Linked DNA regions of Mus musculus: region 2 is linked to region 1. Evidence: chromatin contacts called from public ChIA-PET data. All regions are on one chromosome and are shown on one strand. Each heading gives the region's core, a stretch centred on a gene start, on an enhancer-like site or on the middle of the called end of the contact. The rest is flanking DNA. Distances are from core to core; before and after follow the strand shown. Region 1 overlaps Galnt10 (polypeptide N-acetylgalactosaminyltransferase 10). Region 2 has its middle 40 kb from the start of Gm33078.

Region 1 (3,085 bases), core at 265-2,764:
CTGAACTTCTGATTCTTCTTTCTCTACCTAAGTCACAGGTGAGCCTGAGCCACCACGGGTGGTTTTATAAGGTACTGGGGACTCACGCATGCTTGGCAAGAACTCTACCAACTGAGCTACATCACCAGAGGATCTGTGGTCTCACCTTGCCCTCCTGAGTCACTTGGTCTAGGGGAAGCTAGTTGCCACAGTGTGAGGTCACCGAAGCCTCTTGTGGACAGGTCCATATTTTGAGCAACTAAGGCTTTGCTCCTACACCACGTCCTCTGGGAGCAGACTGCCTAATGCAAGGGATACTCCAGAAGCCTGCAACATGACCGCCATCTTTAAAAAAAAAAAACCTTACTTTTCATTTCATGCTTGCACACTCTACATGTGTGGGGGTATCCACATGTGAGTGTACATGTGCACATGTGAGTGTGTGTGTGTACATGTGTATATGAAAGCTTCAGGTCGACGTCAGGAAACATCTCTACCTTAAGCATTGAGGCAGGGTTTCTCAATCAAACCCAGAGTTCATCAATATGGCTAGTCTCAGGAGCAGTTTGCTCTGGGATCCCATGACTCTGCCTTCAGAATCTGGAATAACAGTTTGGCTGCCATGCCCACCCAACATTTAGACAGATTCTTGGAATCAACACTGTAGTCTTCATACCTGCAGGACAGGGCTTTAACCACTAAGTCACTTCCCTGGTCCCCCATTTATCCTCCTCCTCCTTCTCCTCCTCCTCCTCCTCCTCCTCCTCCTCCTCCTCCTCCTCCTCTTCCTCCTCCTCCTCCTCCTCCTCCCTCCTTCCCCTCTCCCTCCCTCCCCCTTCCTCCTCCCAGAGAGAGACCAATCAGAGTACAACTTTTTGGGAGTTGGTTCTCTCCTCTCACCATGGCTTCTAGAGCTCAAACTCAGGCTCTCAGGCTTCACCAGCCCTCATTTGTTCGTTTTCACAGAGTCTCATGTAACCCACACTAGCCTCAAACCCACTAGTCACCAGGAATGGCTCTGAGCTTCTAATTCTTTTGCCTCCACCCTCCCCGTGCTGGGACTACAAATACCCATGGCCACGCCCAATTTAAAGTAGGCATACTGAGCCATCCCCTTAACTGTAATTTCTTAGGACCCAGAACTAGAATCTTCCAGCAGAGCCAGAATCCTCGACCCACCCAGACCCAGATCAAATAAATATTTGTGGGTTAAGCTTCCATGTGTGAGAGTAAATTTTAGATAGCAATAAATAATCAAAAAAGGGAAATACAGTGTGTTCAAGAACAGGTGGGCAACAGGAAAATAGTGGGTTTTATTTATTTCTTTTAACAGAGAAAGAGCAATCTACAAAGTTGGAAATCAGACTGTAAATCTAAGACCACCTGGCTTCATACAATCAAAAAAATCATCACAAGAAGGAGGGGGGGTGTAGGCAGATGGACCCCATGGTGGAACCTGACAGCATAGCACAGCACCTTCCCTGATGTAGAGATACCTCCACAGGAAGAGATGGCTCCACACCCACCCAGGGTCACAGTGCCTGCTGGCAGGTGCCTGTCTCCGCAGTTTCCTGCCTCCGCCTCTGAACTTAAGACTTCTCTTCCTCCTCCCAGCTCCTCCTTTCTCTTTCATTCACTCACTTCTACGCACGGTGGGATTTTATATTTTATTACTTTTTGTTTTCTGATGACCATGAATTCCTGATCCTCCTGCCTCCACCTCCTGAGCTCCGGGCAGGACTGTACCACCATGTTCCGTTTGTGTGGTGCTTGGAATGGAAGCCAGGACTTCTCACAAGATAGGCTAAACTCACGGTGGCAATCCTGTCTGAGCCTTTGCAGGGCTGGGATTGCTATGGGTGCACGCTGTTGTACCCTGCTTGCTCTCGGAGTTATGCAATTCTCTAGTATAAATTTTAAACTTGAAGAAAAAGACCCTGGCAGGGGAAACAGCTTCTGTCACTTTCTCTGCAATCTGACTACCACCCTCACACCCATTTCTCCTCCCACCTTTCTCTGTCTCCAACTGTTTTTTCTGACCCGTTTGAAAATTGAAATAACATTATTTTTCATTGGTGTCTCCTAAGAATAAAGACATCCACGTGATCACAACACTGCTGTCTAACTACAGCCCACACCCAAAAGTTGCCCGTTTCTCCATAACATTCTTTACACCTGTTATTTCTTCTAGTCAGGGGTCTCATGTAGCTCAGACTGGCCCTGAAATTGTAATGTAGCAAAGGATGACCTTGAACTCCTGATCTTCCTTCTACCCCCCTCTGAGAGCTGAGATTATGAGCCCACGATGCCACCCCTTGACACTATGCTCAGCTAGGCTTCCTTATTTTAATTCTGGTCCAGGAGAGCACCCAACTTTATTCATTGCTTTTCTCACTCATAAGGTCTGACCCGGGGCAGGCACTGTGTAAAACAGGAGGGATAAAACGGTGGGGAAGCAGACACAGCTACTGTCCTTGCGGATTTATAGTTAACAGCAAGAGGGACTCGTCAAACAACCTGAGTTTAAGACTGTATAAACTAAGACATGGAGCTTTAAAGGGAGAAGATCCATAAGTGGGCTGTGGGCCAGGGAAGTCCCACCTCAGAGGAAAAGATGCCCGAGCTGAGATCGGAAAGGGACCACAGCATCAGCACAGCGAACTGGATGTGTGGGAATGCTTCCGGTGCGTGCAAACTTGTGTGTTGTGAGTGTGCGCAGGCGTGCATGTCTGGTCTGTGTGTATGTGTGTGTAGTGCATGAGCAGTGTATGTATACATGTATATGTGTTGGTGTGTGTTTGGCATGTGTGTGCATCTCTGGTGTATGCGTGTGTGGCCCGTAAGTGTTTGGCGCATGTGGTGTGTACACATAGTATATTGGGTACATGCATGTTCTTGGCGTATGCGTGTGTGTGCACATGCGTGTCCAAGCACCGAGAAAGCACGGCCTGCTGTGAGAAGAAGAGGTCTTGCACTTGGTGAGGACAGACGTGGGGAGAACTGCATGGGGAGGAGGGGACCGGGGGCAGAGTTCAAGTCTCTATTCTAGAGCAGGAAGCAGCTGAAGAATCCTCAGGAGAGGCACAGCATAATTTACAAACCAGAA
Region 2 (3,085 bases), core at 401-2,900, 290 kb before region 1:
TCTTTCCTTTGCTGTCCTGAACTGGCTCTGTAGATCAGGCTGGCCTCAAACTCAGAGACATCTGCCAGTTTCTGCCTCCCAAGTGCTAAGATTAAAGGTATGTGCCGCCGCCATCTGACATTAGGAATTTATTATGTAGAAAGTTTTGCCTGCTTCTGCCTCTGGAGTGCTGGGGATTATAGGTGCAGGCTACCATACCTCGTTCATGTTATGTGATGCTGGAATAGAACCCAGGGCCTTCTAGATGCTAGGCAGGCACGCTGTCAATTGAGCTATATCTCCAGCCATTGTTTTTGTAAGAGAGGGTCTTGCTATGTAGACCTAGCTAGCCTGGAACATACTATGTAGGCTCCATCCTCCAAGTGCTGGTGTGACAGGCTTGAGCCACCACACCCATCTGCCACTTCCTACACATTGGTAATTACCTCTCTGGTCTCCAGTTTCCTTATCTGTAGAATGGGAAAGCATAGCTCATGCCTGAGTGGGTGCCGCTGGGAGCTCTGACATCACTCAGTGTCAGGTGTGTGGTGGCCTCATTTCTAGGAATAGCTTCTGGTCTGGAAATCCCCCACTCTTGTACAAGGAGACTTCACACGCTCTCCTGTTGGGCTCCACCTATCCTCCCCTACCAGCTTTTTCTCAAAACATCTATACTTCTCACACGTTGGTGAAAGCCTAAAGCAACTTGGGGGGAGGGCATCTGCTCTGGCTGTGGTCATGGGGCCTGCACACCAGGACCTCCAACATGGAGACCTGCTCAGCATGTATACCCCAACAGGAGGCAGGGCAGCACGAGTCCTCCTTTCTCTGCTTGGCTTTGAGTGCTCACTTGCAGAGGTGCAGCCAAGCTTCATTTGATTGACAGCTCCAGCCAGGTGGAAGCCGCTCATGCTTGCAGTCCTAGCCCTTGTTTATTCTCTTCTTTAATCTCAATGATCTTACTTACCATTTTCTTTTCAGATTTTTTTTCTTCTTTTTTTATTGAGACAGGGTTTCTCTGTGTAGCCCTGGCTGTCCTGGAACTCACTCTGTAGACCAGGCTGGCCCTGAACTCAGAAATCTGCCTGCTTCTGCCTCCCAAGTGCTTAGTTTAAAGGTGTGCGCCACCTACCCTGCAAGTTGCTTTTTCTTATTGCCTACCTTTTAAAATTTTTGTTAAGATTTATGTAGTCTTTTATGTGCATGGCTGTTTATCTGCGTGTATGCATGTGCACTGTGACTGTGCCCGGTGCCCTGGAACTGGAGATACGGTTGGTAGTGAGCAGCCCTGTGGGTGCCAGGAACTGAATTCACCTTCTTATGCTTTCCCAGGGTCCTCTTGTAGCCTCGGAGCTATTTCTCTGGCCCCTTCCGCACGTCTCTATACGGGTCTCGTGTATCTCAAGCTGCTGACCCTTCCCCATTTTACCAAGAGTGACGCTGAACTCCACATTCGTACACACTCCCTCCAGAGAATTGCCATTACTGGCCTGTTTCACTGCCACGCCCCTACCCTACTTCCATCTCAATTTCATTTTTTATTTCCTCTTTTTACACTTCCTTTTCTTACACCTTTCAAAGATAGCTTTTAAAGTCGGAGTCTTGGTTCTGGAGATGACACAGCCGGAGTCCCCAATGGCGAGTGGTTTCTCTCTGCCTTGCTTCGTGGCAGGAAGTTCACATCATGTCTTGCCACAGGCTTCACACCGTGCACTCCACAGAAGTTGCAGTCTAGGGAGTCTGAAGCCTGCTCCCCTGACTTAACCTGTCGCTTGCTCAGCTTTCTCCTCCAGCCAGGAGCGAAAGCCAAACACAAGATTTCTGTGGGGTGCGTTGAAGCAAGGCTGTAAACCCAGCACAGGAAAGGTAGGAGGCTTGCCACAGGTTAGAGGCCAGTATGGGCCACACTGGGAGACTCTGTCCGGTCACACCAAATGTTTAACTCATCTATTACACTTTAAAGCTGTGACTTTAGGCAGTGACAACTTCTAGTCTTGGTGTCCTCCTTTATAAACTAGCAATGACACTTGGAGAGAGGAGATGAGAACACACATAATTGTTTATTGTCACTTGTCTGCTTCCTAACGTTTAGTCGCATAAATGCTTAGGGAAACAATGCAAGAATAAATTTTCACCTAAGCAAAAACAAATTTAGGTGTCAAAAAGGCTGGCTCATCTGCTTGTCTTTGCCGCCACCTACTGGTCATATATGATAAAGCACATATTTCAAGGCTTGCCAAGATGGCCTTTTGGTTTTTTGTTTTTGCTTTTTGGGTTTTTTTTTTTTTTGAGACAGGGTTTCTCTGTGTAGTCCTGGTGACTGTCCTGGAACTCACTCTGTAGACCAGGCTGGCCTCGAACTCAGAAATACACCTGCCTCTGCCTCCCAAGTGCTGGGATTAAAGGTGTGTGCCACCACTGCCTGGCTGTTTTTGTTTCATTGAGACAGGGTCTCACTTGGCAGCCCTAATTGTCCCAGAACTAACTCTAACTCTCTCTCTCTAACTCTGTCTCTCTCTCTCTGTCTCTCTGTCTCTGTCTGTCTCTGTCTGTCTCTCTGAGTGTGTGTGTGTGTGTGTGTGTGTGTGTGTGTCTGCCACATACTGAGGAGGCCAGAAGAGACTGTCAGATCCCTTGGGGTTACAGGTTGTGAGCTGCCCTGCTTAGAGAACTGAACTCTATCTAGTCCTGGCTGTCCTCCAGCCCGCTACGTAGACCAGACCAGTCTAGAACTTATAGGGATAAAGCGATCCTTCTGCCTCTGCTTCCTGAGTGCTAGGATAAAAGTCATGTGCCACCACTGCCCACTTCTGACTCTTCTCTCACACTTACACTCCAGCACTATGTATTTATACTCTCTTCTTAGCTCCCACCCCTTAGTTAGGCTTCTGATGCTGTGATAAAACCACAACTTAAGGAGGAAAGATTTATTTCAGCTTCCAACTCTTAGGTCACTCTTTACCACTGAGGGAAGCCAGGGCAGGAACTCAGGACAGGAACCTGGAGGCAGGAGCTGATGCAGAAGTCATGGAGAAATGCTGCTTACCGGCTTGCTCACCCATGGCTTGCTAAGCCTGCTTTCTTATATGACCCAGGAACAGCTGCC

The links. ChIA-PET counts read pairs in DNA pulled down with a chosen protein or histone mark.
Region 2: a contact with region 1 is called in an RNA polymerase II ChIA-PET map of memory CD8 T cells, with 73 read pairs. The contact joins two enhancer-like sites. A contact is called at or near these places in 1 of 39 promoter capture datasets (liver), 1 of 484 Hi-C or Micro-C datasets (memory CD8 T cells) and 3 of 115 datasets of contacts at active chromatin or transcription factors (bone marrow-derived macrophages, effector CD8 T cells and memory CD8 T cells).

What each region holds. Positions count from the first base shown.
Region 1 is chr11:57,663,375-57,666,459 of GRCm38.p6, reverse strand. All of the region lies in intron 1 of Galnt10 (polypeptide N-acetylgalactosaminyltransferase 10), which reads right to left. Among named protein-coding and RNA genes, the nearest start is that of Gm51896, 6.1 kb to the left of the region's middle. Within about 2 kb of position 1,514, at least 23 of the 459 cell types and tissues checked have an H3K27ac peak or open chromatin away from gene starts, as enhancers often do. A contact at or near this core is called in effector CD8 T cells and memory CD8 T cells, where this site is marked.
Region 2 is chr11:57,950,281-57,953,365 of GRCm38.p6, reverse strand. No RefSeq gene overlaps it. Among named protein-coding and RNA genes, the nearest start is that of Gm33078, 40 kb to the right of the region's middle. Within about 2 kb of position 1,650, at least 106 of the 459 cell types and tissues checked have an H3K27ac peak or open chromatin away from gene starts, as enhancers often do. A contact at or near this core is called in effector CD8 T cells and memory CD8 T cells, where this site is marked.